3 separate regions of the Mus musculus genome follow, and regions 2 and 3 are each linked to region 1. A link is a contact called in public Hi-C data. All regions are on one chromosome and are shown on one strand. The core of a region is the stretch at or near the end of the contact, and the rest is flanking DNA. Distances in the headings are between cores, read along the strand shown.

What was found. Hi-C and Micro-C count contacts between places; a contact is called where the count stands out from the background.
Region 2: a contact with region 1 is called in a Hi-C map of the N1E-115 cell line, with 4 times the contacts expected there. The contact joins the enhancer-like site here to the promoter of Tbca in region 1. A contact is called at or near these places in 5 of 39 promoter capture datasets (cranial neural crest, embryonic stem cells, frontonasal cranial neural crest and 2 more), 13 of 484 Hi-C or Micro-C datasets (the G1E-ER4 cell line, the HPC-5 cell line, the N1E-115 cell line and 8 more), 13 of 115 datasets of contacts at active chromatin or transcription factors (astrocytes, differentiating embryonic stem cells, embryonic forebrain and 6 more) and 1 of 9 other capture datasets (embryonic stem cells).
Region 3: a contact with region 1 is called in a Hi-C map of the N1E-115 cell line, with 2.2 times the contacts expected there. The contact joins the enhancer-like site here to the promoter of Tbca in region 1. A contact is called at or near these places in 10 of 39 promoter capture datasets (the 3T3-L1 cell line, 3T3-L1-derived adipocytes, the HPC-7 cell line and 6 more), 2 of 484 Hi-C or Micro-C datasets (the N1E-115 cell line and nephron progenitors) and 4 of 115 datasets of contacts at active chromatin or transcription factors (embryonic limb bud, embryonic stem cells and fetal liver).

Annotation. Positions count from the first base shown.
Region 1 is chr13:94,786,435-94,791,162 of GRCm38.p6, reverse strand. Tbca (tubulin cofactor A) reads right to left here and starts at 2,243. Exons shown (of 4, transcript NM_009321.3): 1 at 2,161-2,243. The coding sequence starts at 2,213.
Region 2 is chr13:94,562,293-94,567,020 of GRCm38.p6, reverse strand. It overlaps Ap3b1 (adaptor-related protein complex 3, beta 1 subunit), which reads right to left. Exons shown (of 27, transcript NM_009680.3): 27 at 705-1,416. The coding sequence ends at 1,263. Among named protein-coding and RNA genes, the nearest start is that of Gm32305, 130 kb to the left of the region's middle. Within about 2 kb of position 2,515, at least 18 of the 459 cell types and tissues checked have an H3K27ac peak or open chromatin away from gene starts, as enhancers often do. A contact at or near this core is called in the N1E-115 cell line, where this site is marked.
Region 3 is chr13:94,593,380-94,598,107 of GRCm38.p6, reverse strand. No RefSeq gene overlaps it. Among named protein-coding and RNA genes, the nearest start is that of Gm32305, 100 kb to the left of the region's middle. Within about 2 kb of position 1,922, at least 15 of the 459 cell types and tissues checked have an H3K27ac peak or open chromatin away from gene starts, as enhancers often do. A contact at or near this core is called in the N1E-115 cell line, where this site is marked.

The DNA.
Region 1 (4,728 bases), core at 994-3,493:
CTTGAATCATGAAACTAAGAAGTCTTTGGAACTAAATCTGGAGAAGGAAAAGCAGCACGCCCTTTAAGCTCTTGGGCCCAAGATCATTCTTCCCCAACAATTAATGTCTGCCTCATTTATGCTCCCCTTTGGATGAGATAAAATGTAGAATTCCGCCTTAGTCTATTAACACAGAAGACAATCACAGTAAAATAAGTTTTCAGGAAAAAATAAAGAAGTAATGTTTATGGATGTAGATATTATACAGCAAGATAAAATGCAGGTAATCAACAAGTGAAATACAAATTTTAAGTTTAAAAGTGTATGTCCCTGTTTTACAGTATGCAAGAAGAAATGCTACACCTCATGTCAACAAAGGGCCAGGGAAGATGCGTATGATACACATTCATTTAATAAGCAACTTGAGATTATGGTAAATTATGAGTTTCATGAAAATTATTAACTTATTGAAATATGAATACCAAAAGTAAACTTTGATAATGTCCTATTAATCTACCCAGAAAACTTTATCTACTTCTGTGCAGTTTATGTAGGCATCTGAGAATTTGTCAATGTCTCACAAGCTAGTTCTTAATTACTTAAAGGACGTTTCTCTAGCATATGTATGGTTAGGCTATAACTACTTGAACTAAATAAATTTATAGAATAGATCAAGAGGGTGATAAAATCAACAACATATTAATGGGAAAACATTTAGAAATGTTTTCTCATGATATTTACTTTAAAGCAGTCTCTTATACCTCCGGGTTCTTTTCTGCAAAATAGACAATATGCTAAAGGAAATGACACAGCCAAGGAAAGTCTGGCAAAAGAGAAGAAACGTGTGGGCTGAGGGACAGCGCGGATTACTTACTGTATGCTATAGATCTCATATTCCCCTCCTGTGTTATCACACAGTCTAATGCTCTATCACCGCATCCCAGCTGGAGCCAGGATCCTTGTTTCATTTGCTTGCTCTGCTACTAACCTGAAGTGTGACTTCAGCCACATTCTGAAAACTGCACTCATAAACATGTACTGAGCAAAACCTATATGGTGTATCTTATTTATTTGAATCACACTGTATCAAAAATGTAGCAGGTATTTCTTCCAAAAACTGAATTCAGGGAGAATTTGGACTCTATCTTCCAAATTCAGTAAGAAGAGGCACAGTACAACGATGAAATATGTTCCAGAATACATAAAACCAGATTTGAAGTCAGGCACAATTCAGAACCGACTGTCTATCCCCCCCACCTTCACCCCCGCCCCGCCCCCCTACCATACCCTAGCTGCCTTTGTAATAAAAGCTTCCAAAGTACCGTTCGAAGTACTAAAACTCGGGCAGTATCTCTAAAAGTGATTCTCTCCTCTATGGGTTGACCTCCCTCTGATGGAATATCAATAAACGGTGGAGAGATGGAGCAACAGGAAAAAAAGCTATTTCCCCTGCAGAACGATCTGCTTCGTAAGGAGGCTGTGTATCTTTTCCCTTGGAATGTTTCGGTATGATCAGCTTGGGTCTGAACAAAACTAGTTCTAATGAGCACTGCAATATGTACAGTCGGGAGTCAAGGCAAGTCACAAGACTGGCCTGGCCTATTCCTGGGAGGCAGCAGCCCACAGCTCCGGGGCGAGCTTCGGGGAAGAAGTTTGCAGAGGTGCTCACGTTCAAGCCCCAGTTCCCAAACTCTGGAAGTGAGCCATGTCAGAGGCCAGGGCCCCGCCATTGTGTATTCTGAGTGAGGCCCATGATCTCAGCGTCCCTTAAACTTGAGCGCTGTCCAGTCCACCTGAGGCCAGGCCAGGGCGGACTCCGCCTCCCTACTGCAAAGTTCAGGGAGCCGGCGCCCCGCACGCACAGGCCGAGGCCCTCCAGGCACAGGTCGCCCTCCTCTTCCTCCTCCTCCCGGCCTACGAGCGCGGAGGACGCCTCCGAGCCTCGCACGGAAGGCGGCCAGGCCAGCGCCGAGGTCGCGCCGAGCCCTGCACGGAGGGCGGCAGGGCCAGCGCCGAGGGCGGCTCCCTGCCAGCGCCAGCCTAGGCGTGTGCGGGCCCCTCGCATCCCGCCCGCCGAGGCCTGGAAGCCGCGCCCGCATCGGGCCTACGCTCCGCCCGGCTTCCCCGGCGGTGAGAAGGGAAGAGCGAGCGTCAGCCGCGGAGCCGCCGGCCGTTCCTTACCGCCTCACTACTCCGGTCTTGATCTTGATCTGCCTCACGCGAGGATCGGCCATGGTCCCTAAGGCGCCGCAGGAAGGAGAGGCGGGGCTGCGCGGCGCGCCGGCGCAGAAGGGGCGGTGGAGTGGGCGTGGAGCCCAGAGTGCGCGCATGCGTACCTGGAGAGCCCGACCCCGCCTCGCCTCCCGACTCTTACCTGGAATCCTTGCATCTAGACTGCTGGTACCTAGAGCTGGAGACTCTCAAAGCCCTATACCAGCTGCTTCTCCCTGGTGCTTGGACAGGATTTGTACACAAGCTGCACTTTTATTTTCTCAGTCTCCATAGCCTGAGTTAAGAAACTTTCTGTTCCTGAGAAAGTGAACAGGATTAGCTGCTTAATGGACAGTGTGACTTAGAAACTATTAACAAGGATAATTTTTGTTTTCACTGTCTGTTGTCAAATGGAGAAAGAGATCTGTGTTTGATGAAATAAAATACCATAATGCAGACAGTCAAAAGAAATTTTTAATTTTAATTTAATTTTTTTTTTTACATTCCAATCCATGCCCCCTCTTCCGGTTCCCTTTCTCCATATAGTCCCTTCCCTTTCCAGAGTGTTACTTATGTAAATTGTCTTGTGATGTTTGAGTTTATGGAGAGAGGACTCTGGGAGTAAGGAGGTTCCTCTTGTCCTAAATTTTAGCAAGTTTGTTTCAAGTGTCCAGCAAGACTCCCCGTCCTGAGACATGCTGGCCCCCTACCCCTGAGACAGGGAGAAAACAGTACAGCATTGCACCTTCTTGGCCTAGAGGGGAGCAGCCCTTTCCTCCTAGCCTGATGGCCTGAGACCAATCTGCAGGACTCAAAAGTGGTAGAGTGTAAGAACCAGCTCTCGCAAGTTGTCCTTTGACCTCTGCAAGTTCACTGTGGCTTGCAAATATACACAGAAGTGTATGAAATAAACGCTTGGTTTTTGTTTTTTAAGTTGTGTAAAAGTATGCCTACACTGGCAACAAAATGGCAGAATCCCATCCACAGAGAGAATCTCTGACTGGGGGACTCCGAGGGACTTCTCCAGTGCTTTGTGCAGGGTGTTGTAAGAACCTGTTTCGATGGTGTCATCTATCCGCTCCCTGCTATTTATTTGTTCATCTCCTTTTTCTTGCTACACACTTAATGGACTCAGTCATTTGAGAGCAAATGACTAGCCACCTATCTCACATGTGGAGTTCTATCCTTTAGCGAACACAGGACCCCGGCACTCAACCTCCTTGAAGAGCCCTAAGAAATAATGCCCACGTCACGTGACAGGTGTATAGAGGGTGGCATTCAGCACAATGCCTAAACACAGCAGACATGGGACAACTTTTGACTCCACCATATTTTCCAAGATACAATTTGCATAGAACAAGGCACCCTGAACTGTGTTCTAGAGTCTCTTCCTGTTGAAGCACCCCTACAACCCCCAAGGAATTGAGGCATGGCCTCCATTGCGTCCTCATTTCTTGGTTCTGTTCTTCACTTGATGCTCTTGGCCTCTCCTGACCCTTAGTTCAGTTCTCATCTTCATGGCTGGCTCTGGAACATCCTTCAGTCTTGTCAGAGCAGAGCTCCAGGTATAAATCCAGTCTCAAAACCTAGCTCCCACGGAAAGACTCCCAATGCTGCCCCTGCCTGTGCAGTTCTCCAGGAATACATTGATCCCTTGCATTCTGTGTATATTTGTTTGAAAACAATTTGGTTTGAGTTCTTTACAAGGGCTGTTCCCACCCCTTTAGCTGCAGTATAAGCATGTTAAGAGGCAAGAATCCTGTCTTTCATAAACCTTTCTCTTAAATCTCCATCTGCGTGATCCACACAGCAGGTGCTAAATTCAATAAATACATTTCTCTAGCTGGCTGGCACACTGAACTACAATCCCAAGTGACACAGCAGAGCTGTGAAATGCAGAGGAGGGGACAAACACAGCAGCAGCAGAGTCACCAACGCAAAATGCTGTGAAGGTAATAGAAACTGCAAACCACACACCAGAGACAGTGTGCTCAGGCCTTCTGCCACTGCCCAAGCTCTTTTAGCCACCACAAGTAAAATCATTTGACTCACTACATCTTCCTTTTTTCCTTTTTGCCCAGATTTTCAGACATTCTGAGCTCAGTTTTGTGCTAATTGGCAGAAATTTCTTTTACACACACACACACACACACACACCAATTTTGTATCTGTCTTTCTTTTAGTTCTTGTCTATGCCTTAACTGGAAACCACTCACTAATGTATGTAATTAATTCAGCAGCCAACAGATACTGCTGCGCGTATCCAGTCCCAGGCCCTCTGGGACAGTTTGCATTTATCTATCTGTGTATTCTACATCACATTTGGGTGGCTGCAAGGTACCAACATGGAGTGTGGCAGCAGTAGGGAATTAGATGGCCTTGTCCCAGTTTCTTGAGCTCATAGTTTTAGTTAAGGATATGTATGTTTCGGGAGCCAGTCCAACCTGGGTCAAGTCCCAACTCCTCTTTTCACTAACTGTAACACTGAACAAGTTGCTTAACCACCTCTTAGCCTGGTGTCTTTATCTGTAAAAGGTA
Region 2 (4,728 bases), core at 1,266-3,765, 220 kb after region 1:
CAGATTTTAAAAAGGTATCAGCCGGGCACACTGCTACACATCGGTAAGCCCAGTACTTGGAAGGTGGAGGCAGGAGGATCACAGCAAACAAAGGCAGCCTGGTCTATAAAGTCAGTTAGTTCCAAGCCAACCAGGGCTTGTCTCAAATGACAGCAGCGACAAAAACAAAGGCATTAGAAAAGTGTACTGGTTTATAAAGAATAATTTTAATAAAGATGGTTTCTTGCCTAAATTAGCAAATAAACAACTTATAGATATATGCTAATTTTCATACAGTTTTAAATAGCATATAAATCAATTGTGTACTAGTCAGTTTTGATAAAAGTCCAAAACCAAGATTTTTAAAGGAAAAAGGAACCAGGCTTATTTAGCAGCCTGGTAATCAGAGCTCTACAATTAAGTCTGTACAGAAAGAGCTGTTTTACTTTCCACAGAGGCTCCTGATGTTATGAAAGTGCTCATTAGCCATTCTGCAGCACGGTTAGAATGTCTGCCTAGTTTAGAGAGCTATGCCGTGCATTCCTGTCCTCCCAGCACAGGGGAGCAGAGGCAGGAGGATCTCAGGTTTAAGGCGAGCAGGCTGCTCAGTGAACCCATCTCCAAGAAGCAAACAGCTCACCTTGTTGGGAGAAGTTTCTCCACAGTGTGACCAGAAATATTTTGGAACAAAGAAAGTTCAGCCAGTAAGGATTAGGAGAGGCAAATGCTATTCATATACTCCTTTATTTACCTGATTATTCAGGGGTAATTTCATGATGACAATTGTCAATAACCAATTACAATACCAGGAAAATCAAAGAATGGGATTTTCAGAGATGCCATTTTTATTTATTTATTTTTGAAAAAGTATGCTATTTCCTTTTCACATACCAAGCTGAGAGGCCATGCGGACACGTTCCTTGCTAATTTTTGCTTACTGCTGTAAGAAGGACGATTGCCAAGCACTGATTCACACCCACTGTTCTCAAAACCCAGAAGGAAGATGAGGTCAAAAGAAGTCGGAGGGCAGAGAAAATGCTACTCGGACTGGGGAGCTGAGGAAATGGACAGTAAAATATATGTTCTTTGGTTAGCAAAGCGAGGAGGGGCGAGGAGTGCACACATGACAGACACAGCAGCATTCTAAAGCAGAGACAAGAATGTCGAGAGTGCGCTCTTCCTGCTGCCAGATGGAAGGGCTATTATTATAAATGAAAGGCAGCAGCAGTGGGTGCCAGGCACTTTTGTTGTGTGCCAGATTCTGAAGTCCAGATGTAAGCAGGTTACCCCTGGGACAGGACAGGCTTCAGCTCCCGCAGCAGAACAGAACCAATCACGGTTTTCTCGGTGTTGATGATAAGCTGGGCTGTGGAGCCTTCCTTCAGTTCCACTGTGACTAGCATCAGCGACCCACTGTGCACAGTTCTAGCTGCAAACCTGCAAAAACACATAAGAGAGACCTTTTATCCTGAGAGGGGAAAAGGAGGAGCAGACGGCATCCGTTCAAACAGGCTTAAAGTAACTCTTTTTCTTAATGACGCGATTTACTCAAGGAGCCTTACCGTTCCACACCAAAGCCAAGCATCCTTTAGAAAACCAATCAGCTGCCCAGCCCGTGCTTCCCACATGCAGGCAGGCCACCCGAGCGCATCTCACACACGGAACACGCAAAGGAGGCCTATGCTCCTCATTAGTCTGAGCGGCAGAAGCGTGTGGGCACTCTCCATTAGGCTGTACTTAGGAAACACCCCTTGTCCTGACGGCTAAAGTGTCACCACGCACAGGGCTGCTTCAAATGCACTGCCATAGTTTTATTTCTAAGACACAGTAAGAACTATTACCTTTCTCAAAGTGCTTGGAATTTTAATTCCTCATATCTGAAAAGGATGCAAGAAGTTAGATAATTTTATATACATTATAAAATTCTTCCTAAGTCTCAGTGGCTCACGTAAAATATTCAAATTCAATCTCTACTGTTAATGGTGACATGAAACAAAGTCACATGACAGCCGAGCGCCACCCCGTAGCCTCATTTAATATTCAGGACATTAGATCCTTCTTTTTGCTTTAGGATATAATAGAGGCAACTTGAGGTCTAATGTGCTATTACTAAATTCCAAGACACGAAGAAGCTACCAATTACATGGAATTAAAAGCAAAACGAGCCTTGTAACACTGCAGTCGACTGGAAAGCTGCCGGAGGGAGGGAGGCACAGCGGACTTCTGTCAACCCCGCTACTTCACTCTGCATGCACAGGGGACTGCAAGCCTCAGAGGAGGGCTGGCACCCCCTCCTAGGCCTCCATTGCCCCCTGCACATTTTGAGGGGAGGGAGTCTGATTGCAGGGATGATTGGAGAAAGACAAAGTTGCTGTACATGAGCTTCTGAACACACTAACAAGTGTGGAGCAGGTCTGTGACCTGCTGTGACCCCACTTTGCAGGGCCAATCCCCTTTCCCCTCTCTGGGTGACACGTGTCTGAATCTGAGCCATCTGCCTCAATTTGCGCGACATCTTCAGCCACAATGGCACCCAGTTAGCCCTGACAACAGCTCACAATACATACAAATAAAACTGCCGAGCTGACAGCATGCTGCGGACTATTCAAGAGCAAACCAACTGGTCAGTGTCTCATGTCTGACAATTAGCATGGGCCTCGCACAGAGCCAGCGGGGTCCTCAGGGATCTGTTTAATTACCATCAACATAAAAGAGGGAGTTTATCAGGAGACACTCAGAAAAACTTCACTCCCGACTTAATTAAAATATTAGCCACTTAAGCAGGAAGCAGATTCTCTTTAAATCAAAAGTAATTTCTTTTTTGAGTCTTAAAAAATGACATCAAGAGCTTATCTAACACATTAGATTCTTTTTCTTTTTAAAAATCTAACAAGTCGTGTTTGGCCTAAAGAGAACGATGGAAATGAGATCTTCACCGACAACAAGACAACCATCCTCATCTCACTTGGCTGAAAATATTCTCGGCGCTCTGACAACACATAGTAAAACACCAGCTAATGGTGCGTTAGCAAGGCGCGTCAGCAACCTTTCTAACCATTTTCTGCATAGCCTCAAACATGCTGGAAACTTGTAAGAATTAGAGACAGTTTCAACAGAGAGGTGAACCAGTTTAGGAGTGTAAATCACAACCATGTTCCTAAGGAGTTTTGTTTCATTTTTAAAAATAAGCTCCATATATATGTATGTATACACACACACACACACACACACACACACACACACACACACACACACATATATTTATATATATGTATATATGTATGTATATATCTGATTTTTGTATGGGCACACAAGAGGTGAGGCACTGTGGGCACCTCCTCCTTCTTCCCTTTGTGAGAATACATACCACTCCCTCATCTCTTATCACCCCTACAGATGAATGCACTTATCTTGTCTAAATTAAAAGGAAATATGCCTATGTGTCTGTGTGGGTGTCTGCAGGCCCACACAGTCTAGAAGAGGGCTGGGGCCCCCTGAAGCTGAGGGCATAGCCAGTTGTGAGTCACCTTAGGTAGATGCTACAAACTGAACACAAGACCGCTGGAAAGTCAGTTAGCCCGCTTAACTACTGAGCCATTTCTCCAGCCTCCATGTCTAAACTTTAAAGGCGGTTTAGCTTCATAGGAGAATGATAATTCTATAGTTTGCTAAACTAGTCACAAGGATACAGTGGCTCTATATTCCATTCATTTACTCAACTCTCCCCATAGATCTGGTCACCATACTTGTAATTCATTCAACAAATATTTCAACAGAGGTCTCTATCTGACAGGGCTATAATTATGTCAACAGCAGTCTTCTTAGTCCCTTTATTTACTTAACACTTGTGCCTTGGGACCTCAGAGAAGATTATGCCTGAATGGGAACACAGAGCACCATCTGAATGTCAGGCCGGCAGAGCCCCAAGGCACACTTCATTTCTCTTCCATTAACAACGGAAAGAGTTAATGTACAATAACACTGGCTAGGCAAAGACAAATGTCAGTATGTTTATAGAGATTAAAATCAGTATCCTGGGCATGTTTTTCAAATCCTGTTTTAAAATTCTCTGCCTGAAAGATCAGGCACAGGAAAGCCGGGGCGTCTGCTTAGACTGCAGCGGCAGAATGAGCAGAGCACTAAGCAAGCACCCTAGCAACCATGCCACTGCCCCTTAGACACACAGGCGGCTGTGTCCGGCTGGCAGTATGCAGGCTGGAAGCTGTGCCTTAAAGCAGGGACCAGGAGATCAGATGTCCTGACACGCCCACTTCACAGTTCAAAAAGAACGTATTTAATTGGAACATAGCATGATGACAATTGGCTTCTTTGGGTCTGTGGAAGGCAGAAAAACTTCCCAAAGTTACTCATCATTTAAATTCTGAATAAGCTATATATATTAGCATATTTTAAAATTATAGTTATAAAAAAGAATACTGGTTAGTAAACAATCATTAGAGACCTTAATTGTGAATATATGCTAAATTTGATGGGTGTTATCAGGTCCTCAGTACTTGGTCTTAAACAAGGTCCTATAGTGGCATTTTTTTTTTTCAGGAGGCAGAAGTTCTGACTGCTATAAAGTAGCTGTTTATACCATGTGACCAGAGGTGAGTGCTAACCATTCCCACAATTCCATCTGACCCATGGAGGCAGGGGACTGACAGAGATGAGGAGGTTGAGGCCACAGAACTGGAGGCATTTGCCTGAGACACAGGGCGAGTGCATGGCAGAGCAGGCACTCAAACT
Region 3 (4,728 bases), core at 673-3,172, 190 kb after region 1:
TCTAGCAGGTTCTTAGCAACATTGGGGGTTCCCTTACATCTCAGGACCAGCCGCACGCACAAAGGATACCACCCACCAGCCACACTTAAGGAGATGCATGGGCTTCCTGAGACCACTTATTAGAATTCTCAACATTGAAATTTATTTTATCCTGTTAGCCAAATATACAGAATACCACATTCTGAAAATATATTAAACGGGGTGGCACAGAAGTCTAAATATGGCAAAAGGGTGCGGATTTGAGGTTACAGCCAGGTCACAACACTTTCCTAGCCTCACCATAAAGCGCTTCCAGGGATGCAGGAGAGATAAGTGGCCGCTGTGGCCACTACATCATAGTGAGGCACAGAAAGCATCCATCACGTGTATGTGAAAATCATAAGCCTGAGCTTTAGAGAGAGTTGTGCAATTGACAATCAAATGGAGCTTAAAGGGAATTACGAGGTTTTCAACTAAAGTCCTGAAATAAAGAAAGCAATATTTTACGGTAAAAAAAAAAATCGCAAATGTCAAGTTTAAATCATACCCCTTTGCACCATTGAGCTACTAGCTAGTTGTATAGGCTTCTTCAGTCCTTAACACAGAGAAAGACCAACTTTCATGCTCAATAAAACTTAAGAACTTTAGAAATACATTTAGGAACATAACTCATGTATTTGTGGCTTTCCTCCTTCCTATGTGGCTAATTGCAGCGAAAAATGAGCAAGCTCAAGAACTGCTTGCCTCTTCCTCATCTTTGCTTATGAGTTCCGGTGTTTTTTTTTGTTTGTCTGTTTGTTTTGTTTTTAATAAGGCTAACACTACTTCAGTCATTAAAACAACAACAATAAGAAAAGCCTTGGAAATACCGGGATCTGCCTTCCCTATTGCATGCATGCATCAATCAGTTCTAGCTGGGCTTTGGGAAACCCCAGGGCAACGGAACCTACCAGGAAGCCACCAACCATCAACCCCCACCAAAAGCTGGAACCCAGCTGCCCAACTCAGTCGCTCCTGTCCAAAGCCAGACAGGTGGCAACCCAGATTGGATCAGTTGTTGTGGGAATGATTTGATTCACAAACAGGGTTATTAAATTTTATATGGAGACAGGCGAAAGTCACAAGATCCTGGAGAGAAAGACCTGATTCACATAAATTTATCTTAATAGCTGTGAATTCGGGAGCATAAAGCAGAAAAAAAATTAATGGAAAGGCATTTCACCTCCTCCGTCTGCCTGCTCCCCTCCACTCCCCTGCACATAATATGCCTGCGCACACACACATAGATCAACACCCGCCACACAATCCGCCCAGTGCAGGAGGAACCCGACACATTGATCCGAGCCTGTTTTGACATATAAACTCCAATTTGGCCCCAAGTCACTGCGAGTGGACACTGCCACTAACGGCTCTGACACTAGGTTATTTGTTGTTGCTGTTCGCTGTCCCTGTTTGCACATTAATCCAGTGACAATTAGGTGTCAGCGAGCGTTGTTTCTGCTTAGCTGATAGCCTTGGGCTCTGCGCTTGAAACCCTAATCAGGAGTGTAAACTCTGCTATATTTCAATTTGGAGAAGCGCTCTTCCGCTAAGAGGCCCCTGGCACTGCGATAAATAAAACGCCTATTTACTCTATTGCCACACTTAGACATCTAATGCACTTACTACCAGCCCCCTAATCATAGCCTACAGTTAAAACCGCCTATAAATCACTCCGTTCTCATCCTGCACATTAGTGAAGCCATTTTCCCCAAACCCCACAATGAGCACTGTTTCCTTTTCTTGTTAGTCAAAAGCTAGATGATTTTTATTAGGTTAAAGACGAGTTCACAGATGGTAAATCGCGTGGAGAGAAATGAGCTGGAGAGTTACTCTGCACCCAGGCGGGGTGTGGGTGGGAGGCGGTCCCCGAACCTGGAGCCGAGGGACTCCTGGGCGCCGCGGCATTCCGCCCCGCACCCGGCGGGTCGTAGGGGCCCCGGCCTCCTCCTCCGACACTGCCGGCACGCCCTAAACCAGCAAACCCCGTCGGGTCCCCCTTGTTCTGGCCTTGCAGATCTCCCACCAACGCCCGCCCGCTGGGAAGGGCTGGGAAGGCTAGGGCCCCTGTGTGGCTCGGCGCAGTGAAGTCCCCAGGGACCGGGCGCAACAAAAGCCGGGCCCGCAGCTCCTGCTCCTGGCCTTCCTTTTCAATTCTCCCCCGATCTCAGGTGGAATTAGGAGGATTAAAGAGGCGAGTAAATGAGGCGAGTGTGCAAAATGACTCCTTTCTGAACCAAACGGCATGCTCCGTGCTGGGGAAATGAGATGCACATTTAAATCTCATCCATCCACCGCCTGCGGCCACCGCCATGTACCTGCCTACTTAGCCCAAGGGTTAATTAATTGAGGCTTCAATGCACTATTGCAAGAGCATTATTGCATTTGATACTCTACATCTGTGATTTAAAACTCTTTCAGTCCCTTGTCAGCAAGGGAGGGTTTTTAACTAGGAAATTAGCATTCAGATAAGGGAACGCTCTATTTGCTTCTGAAAGGAAGGAAATATTAAGGATGCTGGCGCACAAACTGGGCTGTCATAGCCTATCCCATCCTGGAGGGAGCGCGAGGGCCCCGGGCTCCCGTGGGAGCACCAGCGACTGGGGCCCAGCTTCAAGCAACCTACATCTGCACGGTGGGAGAGCAGGAGGGGGACCCGCAGCCTCCAGGACCCTACTTTCCGCAGCCTCCTCCAACCTGCTGGGGCGTGTTTGCCTCTGCAAAGTCCGGTAATATATTTTCTTCCCACTTCTTAGGAGCTGATTCTCCTTAAAATGCATTGCCACGTTATCTCAAACGTTGGCTTTCTGACTCCCCTGCAGGGTTCAGATGAGGAAGTAACCCGGTTTACTAAGGAAAGGAGATGTAAACATTGCACCAGAATTCTAATGATCCTTCAGGGAAATAAGGACAGACTGTGATTCTCTTTATTCCAGCATTGGCTTGAAGTGGCACACCACCAGCAAATAAAAAAAAAAAATAAATAAAAAAATAAACCTGCAAAAACTAACGATGGACCAATCTATATTCTGGATCCAAAACCAGTTAGATTTGTATAGCCTAATCATACCTTAATGTCAGCTGCAGACACAGTTTTCATTCAAAACCCAAACAGAGTTAGATTCCTCTCCAGCAAAGGCCTTAAGGAAAAGAACAGCAACAATAAAAATCTGCCATCTCTCAACCATGAGTGCCTCCTTTCTTGAACCTCTTCGTGGCCAGTAGAAACTCAGGATCAGGCAATACCAAAATACCCTACTAAGTGAAAAAGAGACTCAGGATCAGGCAATACCAAAATACCCTACTAAGTGAAAAAGAGACTCAGGATCAGGCAATACCAAAATACCCTACTAAGTGCCAGGAGTCAGGCTTTCTTGTCTACTGAAAGTGATGGAGTCATGGGTCCTTCACCCAATTAAGTGAAACCACATCACCTTCTGTGGGGTTTTACCCAACCAACAATCAGATGGGGTAAGCGTCTTCGCAGTTTCCATTAAATCCATCTGTGACTAGGAACTAGCTCCCATGGGGTGTGTGATGGGGTGTTTGATGTCAGTTGTCTTTAGGTACTTCTTCCTGTGCTATCAGTTATCAATGAGGCTCTTTGCACATACTCCCAGTTACATCTTGATCATGGTCTCCTTGCGTCTCGGTAGAATTAAAAAGGCAAGGGACTCAGAAAAGTCGCTGACATCAATAGATGACACCTGGACTATATGCTGGCCTTTTGATTTCTTAGCTATTTCATTTAAACCGTGAGCCACAGTGCTGGTTGTTTGGTCCATGTTGTTGAAGAACCAAGTGTTTCAAGTATTTCACAATGTACCCAAGCTATACAACATCACCTCACTGGTGACTGTCACTTTTCTGGGGCTGCAGGCAGTGAGACTGGAGACTTTCCATTATTTTAAACCTGTTTGATAGAATCCTTTGAAAAGAAAGGAAAATTATAACTTGGTATGTGTGTGTGTGTGTGTGTGTGTGTGTGTGTGTGTGTGTGTGATCTTTCCTTCATTGCTCACACCAGGTCATTACAGGCAAGCTTTTTCCTGGGACTCCTGGGTGGCCTGCATCAGCAAAAGAACACCGCAGGAAGAGCACATGATATCTTGGAAGAGAAGAAATGCACACGTAACTCAATAAGCCCTGGAGATTGATGAAATGAAATGGAATTGTGAATCTATACACTCAGCAGCTAGGCTTTGGGGACATTTGGTGTCACCAGTCTGAGACTCTCCACTTTCCTGACGAGAAGAGAGATCTGCACATTTGAAGTCTCTCAGAGGCCAACCCAAAAGCCAACACCTGCTATTAGAGGAGAAATATGGAGACACATACCAAACGTTTGATTATAACAAACATAATTTGAGCAGCTTTCCTTGGGTTGGAGCCAGCCATTGTGCACCAGGAAGCTAGTTCTGTCCAAACTATAATGAAACAGAAGGTAACAAGTGACATCCATTCTAGGAAACTGGTACCTAGCAAACGTGTCTCTCCATCTGAGGCTGCAGAGACTCCATCTGAGCCAGAGCATCTCTCTCCTCTGCAGTCCACCCCTTACCCCTTCTCACGCACAGGTTGCCTTCTCTTTTGGATTCACAATCAGAGGCCAGTGACAACCCCAGGTTTCCATCTCAAAGGGTGAAGGAGAGAAAGAAACAGAGTCTTTTCCATCACAGCAGAACATTCTTAACAGAAGCAGAGATGGCG